3 separate regions of the Sus scrofa genome follow, and all the other regions are linked to region 3. Evidence: chromatin contacts called from public HiChIP or PLAC-seq data. All regions are on one chromosome and are shown on one strand. The core of a region is the stretch at or near the end of the contact, and the rest is flanking DNA. Distances in the headings are between cores, read along the strand shown. Region 1 overlaps KIF3B (kinesin-like protein KIF3B). Region 2 overlaps ASXL1 (putative Polycomb group protein ASXL1). Region 3 overlaps TM9SF4 (transmembrane 9 superfamily member 4).

The links. HiChIP or PLAC-seq counts read pairs in DNA pulled down with a chosen protein or histone mark.
Region 1: a contact with region 3 is called in an H3K27ac HiChIP or PLAC-seq map of alveolar macrophages. The contact joins two enhancer-like sites. A contact is called at or near these places in 1 of 5 promoter capture datasets (fetal liver) and 1 of 2 datasets of contacts at active chromatin or transcription factors (alveolar macrophages).
Region 2: a contact with region 3 is called in an H3K27ac HiChIP or PLAC-seq map of alveolar macrophages. The contact joins two enhancer-like sites. A contact is called at or near these places in 1 of 5 promoter capture datasets (fetal liver) and 1 of 2 datasets of contacts at active chromatin or transcription factors (alveolar macrophages).

What each region holds. Positions count from the first base shown.
Region 1 is chr17:35,929,009-35,933,601 of Sscrofa11.1, reverse strand. The region is part of intron 1 of KIF3B (kinesin-like protein KIF3B); the gene reads right to left. Among named protein-coding and RNA genes, the nearest start is that of KIF3B, 17 kb to the right of the region's middle. Within about 2 kb of position 2,636, at least 5 of the 83 cell types and tissues checked have an H3K27ac peak or open chromatin away from gene starts, as enhancers often do. A contact at or near this core is called in alveolar macrophages, where this site is marked.
Region 2 is chr17:36,009,055-36,013,597 of Sscrofa11.1, reverse strand. All of the region lies in intron 4 of ASXL1 (putative Polycomb group protein ASXL1), which reads right to left. Among named protein-coding and RNA genes, the nearest start is that of ASXL1, 25 kb to the right of the region's middle. Within about 2 kb of position 1,612, at least 14 of the 83 cell types and tissues checked have an H3K27ac peak or open chromatin away from gene starts, as enhancers often do. A contact at or near this core is called in alveolar macrophages, where this site is marked.
Region 3 is chr17:35,775,615-35,780,267 of Sscrofa11.1, reverse strand. The region is part of intron 1 of TM9SF4 (transmembrane 9 superfamily member 4); the gene reads right to left. Among named protein-coding and RNA genes, the nearest start is that of TM9SF4, 13 kb to the right of the region's middle. Within about 2 kb of position 2,842, at least 6 of the 83 cell types and tissues checked have an H3K27ac peak or open chromatin away from gene starts, as enhancers often do. A contact at or near this core is called in alveolar macrophages, where this site is marked.

The DNA of each region.
Region 1 (4,593 bases), core at 1,387-3,886, 150 kb before region 3:
ATTTGTGTTGAGGGAATAGTTCTATATTTGCTTACACATACAAAAAATATATCTGGAGAGATAAGCCAGAGCCTAGTAATGACACTGGTTGCCTGTAGGGAAAAGAGCTGGGTGGCTGAGGGCCAGGAGTGTAAGGGAGGCTTTTCATTGTATATCTTATTATTCCTCTTGAGTTTTTAATTCTGTGAATATATCACTTAATTGGAAAAAAATGAAATTAGGGGAGAAAAAAGATGGAAAAATTTTGTGAAATTAACCAAATAATTTCAGGTGTTAAAACTCAGGTGTTTCCTCTTTTCATCTATTCATTTTTACTAATCACCATGAATAATGTTTTGGCTGATGAACTAAGGGCCCTAGCAATAGAACTATTTGTCTCAACTTCATTGTGAAGTTTGATTTAAAAAGCTCCTAGCATGTAAATCAATGAAATTGGAACACACCCTCACACCATGCACAAAAATAAACTCAAAATGGCTTAAAGACTTAAACATTAGACAAGACACCATCAAACTCCTTCAAGAGAACATAGGCAAAACATTCTCTGACATCAACCATACAAATGTTTTCTTAGGTCTCCCAAGGCAACAAAAACAAAAGTGAAAATAAACTAATGGGACTTAAACTGACAAGTTTTTGCACAGCAATGGAAACTGCAAAAGAAAAAAAAAAAAGACAACCTATGGAATGGGAGAAAATAGTTTCAAATGATGCAACTGACAAGGACTTAATCTCTAAAATGTACAAACAACTTATATAATTCAACAGCAAAAAAGCCAACAACCCAACTGAAAAATGGGCAAAAGACCTGAATAAACATTTCTCCAAAGATATGCAGATGGCCAACAAACACATGAAAAAAATGTTCAACATCACTAATTATTTGAGAAACACAAATCAAAACCACTATGAGGTACTACCTCATACCTCTCAGAATGGCCATCATTAACAAGTCAACAAAAAACAAATGCTGGAGAGGGTGTGGAGAAAAGGGTACCCTCCTACACTGTTGGTGGGAATGTAAATTGGTACAACCACTATGGAGAACAGTATGGAGGTAACTCAGAAAACTAAATATAGAACTACCATATGACCCAGCAATTCCACTCCTGGGTATGCATCTGGACAAAACTTTCCTTGAAAAAGACACATGCACCCTTATGTTCATTGCAGCACTATTCACAATAGCCAAGACATGGAAACAACCTAGATGTCCATTAACGGAGAAATGGATAAAGAAAATGTGGTACATATACACAATGGAATATTACTCAACCATAAAAAAGAATGAAATAATGCCATTTGCAGCAACATGGATGGAACCAGAGACTCTCATACTAAATGAAGTCAGAAAGAGAAAGCCAATTACCCTATGATATCACTTATACCTGGAATCTAACATATGGAACAAATGAATCTTTCCACAGAAAAGAAACTCATGGACTTGGAGAACAGACTTGTGGTTGCCAAGGGGGAGGGGGAGGGAGTGGGATGGATGGGAACCTGGGGTTAATGGATGCAAACTATTGCATTTGGAGTGAATAAGCAATGAGAACTATATCTAGTCCCTTGTGATGGAACATGATGGAGGATAATGTGAGAAAAAGAATATATACATGTATGACTGGGTCACTTTGCTGTACAGTAGAAATTGATAGAACACTGTAAACCAACTATAATGGAAAAAATAAAAATAATAATAAAAAAAAAGCTTCTATGAGATCTATCGCAGTGGAATCTTTAACTTTCTAATGTCAATGTAACATACCATGTAGCCTCAGCCACAAGAGCATTCAGAGGAAAGATGTCAAAATAACAGACTAATAGCAAGAGTTCAATCCCTGGCCTAGGTTCAGGCCACATGCCACAGGTGTGGCAAAAAAAAAAAAAAAAATATATATATATATATATATATGTGTGTGTGTGTGTGTGTGTGTGTGTGTATGTGTGTGTGTGTGTTTTTTTATTACAGGCACAATTTATAAACATGAGATAATTTTTTTTTTTTTTTTTTTTTTGTCTTTTTGCCATTTCTTGGGCCGCTCTCGCTGCATATGGAGGTTCCCAGGCTAGGGGTCCAATCAGAGCTGTAGCTGCCAGCCTACGCCAGAGCCACAGCAATGTGGGATCTGAGCCGCGTCTGCGACCCACACCACAGCTCACGGCAACACCCCGGATCGTCAACCCACTGAGCAAGGGCAGGGATCGAACCCGCAACCTCATGGTTCCTAGTCAGATTCGTTAACCACTGCGCCACGACGGGAACTCCGAGATCACTTTTTTGTAAGCCAAACTATTGTGTGAACTGTCTGAATATTTTCAAACTATCTCTTAAAAGTACATACAAGAACCACAGCATCTCAAACTAGCACAAATTATTTGAGGGCTGCAGAGCAATCAATATCAAAACACTGAAATACAATTCTTGACAAGTAACACTCTCTTAAAACAGTAACTCCATTTCTTGGAATTATTTTAAGGCCATCATTGAATAACTGAATACATGTGTAAGATATAAGTATATACTTAGGTTTATCTCAGCAATATCTCTAAACCACTTTAATACTCACTGATGAGGGATTGGTTAGATTATGACACAGCTCTATAATGGGAAATGAAGCAGTCATCAAGAATGGCAATAGGGAGTTCCTGTCATGACTCAGCAGTAACGAATCCGACTACTATCCATGAGGGTATGGGTCAGACCCCTGGCCTCACTCAGTGGGTTAAGGATCCAGCATTACTGTGAGCTGTGGTGTAGGTCACAGACTCGGCTTGGATCTGGTGTTGCTGTGGCTGTGGTGTAGGCCAGCAGCTGCAGCTCTGATTTGACCCCTAGCCTGGGAACTTCCATATGTTGAAGACAAGAAAGAAAGAAAGAAAGAGAGAGAGAGAGAGAGAGAGAGAGAGAGAGAGAGAGAGAGACAGGGAGGGAGGGAGGGAGGGAGAGAGGAAGGAAGGGAGAGAGAGAGAAAAGAAAGAAAGAAAAAGAAAGGCGATAAACTGCTAGGCATTTACTTATGGGAAAATGCTCATGACATTTCGTTGAGTGAAAAAAAAGCAGGCTGCCAAAGAGAACAGTTACTATGATGCAATTTATGTTTATATGTGTACATGTACATGTGCAGAGAAAAGGAGGAGAAATATGAAGGAGACAGTGTAAAGTCATGGTTAAAATCATGAACTTTAGTATTCAGCGGGTCAGGATTTTAATTTCTGCTGTGCCACTTAGCTAGAGAATCTTGAAAAAGGCGAGTGATATTGATCTCTGGGGGTGAGCTTGCAAGTGACTATGTTTTGTTTTCTTTGGCCTTTTTTTTTTTTTGTCTTTTGTCTTTTTGGTGGTGTTGTTGTTGCTATTTCTTGGGCCGCTCCCGAGGCATATGGAGGTTCCCAGGCCAGGGGTTGAATCGGAGCTGTAGCCACCGGCCTACGCCAGAGCCACAGCAACGCGGGATCCGAGTCGCGTCTGCAACCTACACCACAGCTCATGGCAACGCCGGATCGTTAACCCACTGAGCAAACTCAGGGACCAAACCCGCAACCTCATGGTTCCTAGTTGGATTCGTTAACCACTGCGCCACGACGGGAACTCCTGTTTTCTTTGGCCTTCTTGATGGGTGCAATTATTTTTTTCTTATAACCAAGCAGTGAGGATGGTCATAAAGCTATTTTTTTCTTTGGGGAAAAATGTCTAGTACCTTGGTTTCAGCTTACGTATCTTAGGAAGACAGGCTACTTATCTAGAAAGAAATGTAGAAAGGTCACAGGAAAGAAACATGAACAAATAAATGCCTACCCTTAATTCAGATTGGCGCCATGCACTCTCTGTCATTTGATGACCCCAACAGGCAAACAAAGAAAGCATTTATCTAGGGAAAAAAGAGGCAAAGAAATCCTATTTTGTGAAACATTCATAAAAAATATATTCAAGTCTCTAGAACACTAATTCAGAATCAACGCACGTCTGGGGTGTTGTCATATTCAATAGTCACAACTCACAGTATAGTAAGAGTTTAATGTGTATTCCTCTTCTAATTTTCAAAACCACCTTATGGGGAATAGGTATGAGCCCTATTTTTTTTTTTTTCTTTTTTTTAGGACCACACCTGTAGCATATGGGTTCCTGGGTCAGAGGTCAAATCAGAGCCGCAGCTGCCGGTCTATGCCACGGTCACAGTAACACAGGAGCTGAGTTGCATCTGTGACCTATACTGCTGCTTGTGGCAACACCAGATCCTTAACCCATTCAGCAAGGCCAAGGATTGAACCCATATCCTCACAGACACAGATTCTTAACCTGCTGAGCCACAACGGTAACTCCTAAAAATCCTATTTTAAACTTATTTTAAACACACACACACACACACATATACACATGTATATCAATATAAGTATAGATTAAAACAATTCAAGTTGCACGTGTGAGTACCCAGTAAATAAGTAAAATCTTCCCGCTACCCCTGGGGAGACACCTGAAACACCTACAAGCATTAATATATCTATATTGCTTCTCCACTTTATTTTTTAATTCAAGCATAAGTATAGTGTCTACCATTCTCCATCTTACTTTACAGATCTTGGAAACAACCC
Region 2 (4,543 bases), core at 363-2,862, 230 kb before region 3:
TAGCCTGGGAACTTCTAGATGCCACAAGTGTGGCCCTAAAAAGCCAAAAAAGGAAACCCAAAAGCTCTAACAATCAGAAACCTGAATACACAATGTGGTAGCTAGTCTCTAAAAATGACTCCAATGGGAGTTCCCATTGTGGCTCAGCAGTTAAGGATCCAGTGTTGCCACAAGCTGCAGCATGGGTTGCAGATGCAGTTAGGATCCTGTCCTGTTGTGGCTGTGGTATAAGCCTGCAGCTGCAATTCAGATTTGACCCCTAGCCCAGGAACTTCCATATGCCACAAGTGCAGCCATAAAAAAGTTAACTAAAAAAATAAAAATAAAAATGATCCCCATGGAGTTCCCATCATGGCTCAGTGGTTAACGAATCTGACTAAGAACCATGAGGTTGCAGGTCCAATCCCTGACCTCGCTCAGTGGGTTAAGGATCCGGCGTTACCGTGAGCTGTGGTGTAGGTTGCAAACGCAGCTCAGATCCCATGTTGCTGTGGGCTCTGGCGTAGGCCTGCGGCTACAGCTCCAATTCGACCCCTAGCCTGGGAACCTCCATATGCCAGGGGAGCGGCCCAAGAAAACGGAAAAAAGAGAAAGAAAAAAAAAAAAAAAGATCCCCATGAATGAAGCTGCCTGCTATTTCTGTCCCTGTATAGTCCCCTCCCACTGAATCTGGGCTGATCTTTTGATTTGCTTGGCATGATGGAATGTAGCAGAGGTGGCCCTATGCCAATCCTGGGCTTGAGCCTTAAGAATGCCTGGCAACCCTTGCTTTTGCACTTTTAAGAGCCCTGAAGCTGCCATATAAAAAAGTTGGATGGCCCTGCCAGAGAAACAGTGCAGGAAGGACTGGGCAAAGGGGAAAAGTGCCAAGACCACATGAAATGAAAGCGCAGCCACCCCAGCAACAACCAAGCTAAGCTCTGCTTTCCAGCTACCTCTACCAAGCTGCCAAAAGTGTGAACTGTCTTGGCCCTTTCAGTTTAATACATGTCCACATGTTTGCAACCCCAGCTCATGTGGAGCTGAAGAACCACCCTACCAAGTCCAATCAACCCACAGATTGATGAAACATGATCAAAATGGTTGTTGTTTTAAGACAATAAACTTTGCATTGGTTTATTACACCATAATACGCAACTAAAAACAAACAACATAGCCTTAATATATAAAGAATGAACTGATCGCAAGGAGAAACTGACAAATCAACAAAAGGAGACATTTTTCAAATTGATATTTAAAGTAGGTTTAAAAATTAAAGATACAGGAGTTCTCTTGTGGCTCAGTGGGTTAAGGATCTGGCATTTCACTGTAGCGGCTCAAGTAACTGCTATGGCACAGGTTCAGTTCCTGGCCCAGTTTCTGCATATATTTAGAAATTTCTTAAAAACCTCAACACTTTAATTCATGAATAAGATTTCATAATAATTTAAAATATTCAGAACTGAAAAAATATTTTAAAAGTATACATGTCAAAACTTGTGGGGCCATGTCTACCAACGGAGTACACAAAGTAAATACAACCCTTTTCAAACTATCTGGGTTAAAGGACCAGTTCTGGTTTCTTTTCCCCAGCCCATCAAAGACCAATATGTGGTCCCACTGCACATGACTCATACACATGACTCACTGTGTGAGCCTGAAAACACCCAAGCTGACCTACACTCTGATCTAGATGGGGATGAGTCCAATAATCATGCTCAGATGTTGTGGCAATGTCAAACTGTGGTAAGTTTCTAAACATTCCAGATTTCTGTACTTACCTCATTATAGACAGGAACAATAATTCACATACTGATATCAGTCTATGGATTAATACTGACAATGGTAAATCCACAAACTAAAGTACTCTACAGCTCTAAAGAGGAATGAAGAATATCTCTACACATGGCTATGGAGTGATCTCCTGGAAACACTGTTTAAGTTAAAACATAAATAAAGTGGGGAAAAATGTGTATAATGTCTAAATGTCTTCTAAAAAAGGAAGATACAAAAACAAATGTTATGCTTATATTTCTGAAAAGGAAGGAAAATAACAAAAATAAATAAATAAAATGCTTACCCACTGGGAAAAGATGGACCAAGCAAAGGGGACTGGAAAGAAGCTAGAATTCACTGAATAAACACTGTGCTGTACAAGTTCCCATTGGGGCTCAGTGGTAATGAATCTAAATAGTATCCATGAGGATGCAGGTTTGATCCCTGACTTTGCTCAGTGGGTCAAGGATCTGGCATTGCCATGAGCCACAGTACAGGCCACAGACGCAGCAGATTTGGCATTGCTGTGGCTGGCCACAGGTCAGCGGTTGTAGCTCTGATTCAACCCCTAGTTTGGGAACTTCCATATGCCACAGGTGTGGCCCTAACAATAAAAAAAAAAAAAAGAAAATAACAACAAAAAAACCAAAATCACTGTGCTGTATGTACATTTACCATACGTAAATATCTTATATCATTATAAAGCAAAATTAGGAGTTCCCGTCATGGTGCAGTGGTTAACGAATCCGACTAGGAACCATGAGGTGGTGGGTTCGATCCCTCGCCTTGCTCAGTGGGTTAAGGATCCTCCATTGCCGTGAGCTGTGGTGTAGGTTGCTGATGCAGCTCGGATCCCACGTGGCTGTGGCTCTGGCGTAGGCCAGTGGCTACAGCTCCAACTGGACCCCTAGCCTGGGAACCTCCATATGCCGTGAGAGCGGCCCTATAAAAAGATTAAAAAAAAAAAAAAAAAAAAAGGATTATACAGCAAAATTAAAATTTATAAAAGCCACGCCCACAGCATGCAGAAATTCCCAGGCCAGGGATCAGGCCCACACTAAAGCAGTGTCAACGCTGGATCCACAACCCACTGAGCCTTAACCCACTGAGCCCCAGGGAACTCTAAGCAATCTCTTCTTTAAAAAAAGTAGGTAAAACTAGTAAACCAAACTACATATCAGGTTGATGGCATAACCACAAACAAATGAATTATTTCAAGTGATTTTTAAATTGCAATGATTTGTAAGGCCACAGTAAGATATACCCTACAGCCAAGAACAAAAAAAACCCTTTACTATAATCATATTGGTGGTGCTGCTGGTGCTGGTATTGTTATTCTGAGACTACTGGAAAAAGCAAATGAGCAAATTATGTGGTTTCACTGGGAATCAAAATTTCCACATAAGGATATACACCTGTAAAACTGAAAATAGTCAAGCCAAAAAACCTATAATCTTGAACTTGAATTGGAATTATAAGAACTCATGAAATATTTTATCTTTTTATACACACACACACACACACACACACACACACACACGTGGGGGATCTAAAGCAGAGCACAGCAATTTCCTGAGCTGAGCAGAGACCACAGCTGAGATGGCAGGAGGCTACACAGAGAATTCCAGAGACAAGGAAGCTTTGCAGAAAAAGACTTCCAAAAATCTGCACAGGGTCTCTGCATATGTATAGGATGAAATTCCGAAAGGCTGCACAATGAATGGCTGAATAATTAATTCCCAGAGGTAATCCCCCCACATCTTCCCTCAGCACAAGGCCTAGAGAGTTAGAAGTTATAACTAGTTAGAGTGGAGTGGCATTGTTAAACATCTCAGGCATTTGGTGGAGACCCCAGAAGGGAAATATCTTGCTAGAAGATTTAAATCATCCTTAGAGAAAAGCTACTCTGATCTGCCCTAACAAGGCTTAAAAATAAGCCTCAAATGGAGAAAACTAATCCAAAGAGAGAAACCTAATGATTTGCCAAAACAAAGCCCAACACTCTTGAAAGGAAGATAAATTGTAGCACCCAACAATGTAAAATTCACATTGTCAGCATCTAAACGAAAACACCTAGCCTAGATATGCCAAGAAGCAGGAAAATGTGACTCATCAGCAAAACAATCAATAGCAAATGACAGGAATGGAATTAGTAGAAAGACTTAAAACAGCTACTATAAATGGATGCAATATGATCAAGGATTAAAAGAATAAACTTAATGAGAAAAAAGATATAAAATAAGAAAAAATGGAATTTCTAGAGATGAAATACAATTATCTATAATGAAAATTTCACTGGATGAGATTAAACAGCAAATTAGACACTACACAAGAAAAGGTCAGTACCAATAGAAAATATTCAAAATAAAACAGAAAAATCACTGGAAAAAATTAACAGAGCATCTACGATCTGTGGCACAATATAAAGTGGTCAAACATACGTGTCATGCCAGAAGAAACAGGACAATAGAAAAAAAAATAAAATAAAAGAAATAATGGCTGAAAATATTTCAAAGTTGAGGATTTCCCATTGTGGCTCAGCAGTAATGAACCCAACTAGTATATGGGTTCAATCACTGGCCTTGCCCAGTGGATTAAGGATCTGGCACTGCCACAAGCTATAGTCTAGGTCACAGACACAGCTTGGATTTCAGAGTTGCTGTGGCTGTGGTACAGGCTGGCAGCTGCAGTGCCAATTCAACCCCTAGCCTGAGAACTTCAATATGCCACAGGTGTGGCCCTAAAAATCAAAAAAAAAAAAAAAAAAAAAAAAAAAAAAAAAGTAAAA
Region 3 (4,653 bases), core at 1,593-4,092:
TTTTTAGGGCAGCACCCAGAGCACATGGAAGTTCCCAGGCTAGGGGTCAAATTAGACCTGTTGCCGCTGGCCTAGACCACAGCTATAGCAACACAAGGTCTGAGCACTATCTGCAACCTATACCATAGCTCACAGCAACACCGGATCCTTAACCCACTCATTGAGGCCAGGGTTTGAACCTGTATCCTCATGGATACTAGTCAGATTCTTCCTGCTGGGCCGTGATGGGAACTCCCCAAACTCATTTTATGAGGCCAGCATCACCCTGATACCAAATGAAAACTATTTGTTAATATTCTTGATGAACACAGATACAAAAATCCTCAATAAAATACCAGCAAATTGAATTTAACATCTCACTAGAAGAAGCATACACCAAGATCAAATGAGATTTATCCCTGTGATACAAAGGTGGTCAGCATTTGCAAATCAATCAATGTAATAAACTGTACTAACAAGATGAAAGAAAAAACCCCAGGAGCTCCTGGTTGCGGCTCCATGGTTAATGAACCCAACTAGCATCCATGAGGATGGGGGGTTCGATTCTTGGCCTTGCTCGGTGGGTTAAAGGTCCAGCATTGCCATGAGCTGTGGTACAGGTCACAGACATGGCTCCAATCCTGCACTGCTGAAGCTGTGCAGCAGGTTGGTGGCTGCAGCTCCAATATGACCCCTAGCCTGGGAACCTCCATATGCCTCAGGTGCAATCCTAAAAAAAAAGTACCAAAAAAAAAAAAAGGAAAAACCCATATAATCATTTCAATAGACACAGAAAAGGCATCCATTTGTGATTTAAATTCTCAAAAAGAGTAAGTATAAAAGGAGCTTCTCTCAATAAAATAAAGGCCATACACGAAAAGCCCACACTTAACATCATTATTTCTTGCTAATCAAAAATATACATGTTCTAAATTTCTCCTAAGAAGCCAGACACTGACAGGTGATTTGAAGCCAGGGCAGAGGATTACAATCTCCTGTGTTTAGCAAGCCAATGAAATCTAAAAAGTTACTCCAGTTCTTTTGAAACAGTATCCTCCAATCTTAGCAGAGAGACACAGCCCTGGGGGACTCAAGGGCTCTGTGACAGCCCAGGTTGCAGAGGAATGAAAAGCAAAACCTGAAAGCACCAAATCCTAGCCGCTGGACCACCAGGGAGCTAGAGAAAGACTTCAATATACTTCTGTTCCAAAGTCTCAAACCAGTGGAACAAGTACTCAAACCAAACAAACAAAAAGACGTAACAATGAGAAAAACACTCACTCTGGCAGAAAACAAACAAAAAAAAAGAAGCAGCCAGAGTCACTGAGCAGCTAAAGGTAAGTGCAAGGTACTATAGCACACAATAGTCCTTTTCTTCCACTTACCAAGTGCCTGCTTTGTGCTAAGCACTTTACAAACACTGACTTCCGCCAGTCTCACAACTACAACTACCCGGAGATTTCTATCAATCTTCCCAATGACTGCCAGTAAACCTGAGACCCAGAGATTTCATAACTTGCTCAAGATCAGAATGTAGAGAATCAGGGATGCTTTTTTCAGGCAGGTGAGATGCATTAAATGATGACGCTCATGAAATGATGATACAGATAACAACGGCAGTTAACATTTACTGGATACTGATTATGTGTCAGGCACAGTTCTAGGTTCTTTTCATGCAATAACCCAATTAATTTTCACAACAGTCCTATGAGGTAGAGACTCTTACTATTCTAATTTCAGAGGAAACTGAGGCTCAGGGAGGCGACATAACACTGGATGAGTCAGGATTTATATCTAAGCTGTGTGCCCAAGGCCCAAGATCTAACAAGTACAGAAATTAGCTCACTATCTTGAGCACCTACTATATGCTGGGCAGTGTGCTAGCCCCACAGAATACATACCTGCGAGGAGCTTTCAGCCAGTTGGGGGACAGAGACAAGTCATGAGCCAATGGCAATACCAGGTCCCAGATGCTATAGAGGTCCTAGTCTCTTATCCTATCAGTTAAGAAGCTAAGGAGTACACAGAAGCAGCAACAAGCCCAGTCACGGAGGGATAGGTTGCAGATTTAAGAACTCAAGTCCACTCCAAGGCTTGAAGGGAAAGGTGAGGGAAGGCACAAATGTTCCAGAAAGAGCAAAATAGGAGTTCCTGTCATGGCTCAGCAGAAACGAATCTGACTAGTATCCATGAGGACACAGGTTCGATCTCTGGCCTTGCTCAGCAGGTTAAGGATCTGGTGTTGCCATGAGCTGTGGTATAGGTCACAGATGCGGCTTGAATCCCTTGTTGCTGTGGCTGTGGCGTAGGCCAGCGGCCACAGCTCCGATTCGTTTCCAGCTAGCCTGGGAACCTCCATATGCAGCAAGTTTGGCCCTAAAAAGACCAGGAAAAAAAAAAAAAGCACTGCTGGGAAAACTGGACGGCTACATTTAAACAAAAATTTTTACAATCTTTTTACATTTAAATAAAACATTTTTTTAAAAGCATGTATCAAAGACATCACACAAAAAGGAAACTTTTCCTCAGGACCAGAGATGGAAAAATCCTTAACAAAATATTAGCAAACTGAATCCAGCAACATATAAAAAGGTATACATACACATCATAGCCCAGAAACACAAGGGTGGCTTAATATCTGAAAATCAAATAATGTAATGCATCATATAAAGAGAATAAAGAACAAAAACCACACAATCATTACAATTGATGCAGAAAATGAACTTGACAAAATTCAACACATGTTCATGACAAAAACTCTCAACAAACTAGGGATAAAAAAAAAGAACTTCCTCAATCAGATAAACAGCAGCTTTGAAAAACCCACAGCCAACATCATACTTGGTGATGAAAGACGGAGGAACAAGGCAAGATGAGGAACAAGGCAAGGATGTTCACTTTTGCCATTTCTATTCAACATTGTGCTATAAATGGAAACTGTGTACTAAAGCTAATAGTTAATCAATTAAAGCCATCCAGATTGAAAAGAAAGAAGTGAAATTGCTTTTATTTGCCAATCACCTATCTTCTACCTAGAAAATTCTAAAAGCCACAAAACAACAATTAGAACTAATAAACAAGTTGAGCAAGATCACAGACTACAAGATCAATATATAAAAATTAATTGTATTTTTTACATACCAGTCAAAAATAAAATTAAGAAAAACTGTTCCAGGAGTTCCCTGAGTTCAGTGGGTTAAAAATCTGATGTTGTCACTGCTGCGGCTCAGGTTGCTGCTGTGGCATAGGTATGATCCCTGGCCCAGGAACTTCTGCATGTCACGGGTGTGGCCAGAAACAAACAAATGAACAAATAAATAAAAGTATTTCACTAAAAAAAAGAAAAGAGGAGTTCCTGTCGTGGCACAGTAGTTAATGAATCTGACTAGGAACCATGAGGTTGCAGGTTCGATCCCTGCCCTTACTCAGTGGGTTAACGATCTGGCATTGCCGTAAGCTGTGGTGTAGGTTGCAGACGAGGCTCGGATCCTGCATTTCTGTGGTTCTGGCGTAGGCTGGTAGCTACAGCTCCAATTAGACCCCCTAGCCTGGGAACCTCCATATGCCGCAGGAGCGGCCCAAGAAATGGCAAAAGACACACACACACAAAAATTAAATTAAATTAAAAAAAATTAAAAAAAGAAAAGAAAATAGTTCCATTTACAGTAGCTTTAAGAAGAATAAAATATTTAGGAATAAATTTTTAAAAAAGACTCATATACTGAAAATTACAAAACACTGCTAAGAGAAATGAAAGAAGATCTAAATAACTGGTGAGACAGTCCATATTCATGGACTGGAAGATTCAATATTGTTAGGGTGGCAATTTCCCCAAGTTGATCTATAGAGGAGGTGCAATTCCTATCAAAATCCTAGCAGGCTTTTTTGTTGAAACTGACAAGTTGACCCTGAAATTTATCTGGAAACACAAAGGATCCAAAACAACTTTTAAAAAGAACAAAACTAGAGGATTTATACTACCCAATTTCTAAGCAATTATAAAGCTAAAATAGTCAAGACGCTGTGGTAAGGATAAGCAATAAAGACCAAGGAACAGAATTAAAAGTCTAGAAATAAATCTTTACAGTTACTTGCAGTACACTGATTTTCAACAAAGTTGCCAAGGCTAGTCAAGAGGGAAAGGATAGTCATTTCAACAAATAGTGCTTGGACAACTGAGTAGCCATATGTAAAAGAAGCCTCAAACCATACACAAAAATTAACTCACAATGGATCACAGACCTAAATAGAAAAGTTAAAATGATAAAAACTTCCAGAAGAAAAGCTAGGAGAGAATCTTTGTGACACTGGGTTAGGCAAAGATGTCTTAGATACATGCCAAAAGCACAACCTATATTTGAAAAATTGATAAACTGGATTTCATAAAAATTTATAACTTTTACACTTCATAAGAGATCATTAAGAAAATGATAAACAGGAGTTCCCGTCGTGGCGCAGTGGTTAACGAATCTGACTAGGAACCATGAGGTTGCGGGTTCGGTCCCTGCCCTTGCTCAGTGGGTTAACGATCCGGCGTTGCCGTGAGCTGTGGTGTAGGTTGCAGACGCGGCTCGGATCCCACATTGCTGTGGCTCTGGCGTGGGCCAGTGGCTACAGCTCCGAAGACCCCTAGCCTGGGAACCTCCATATGCCGCAGGAGCGGCCCAAGAAATA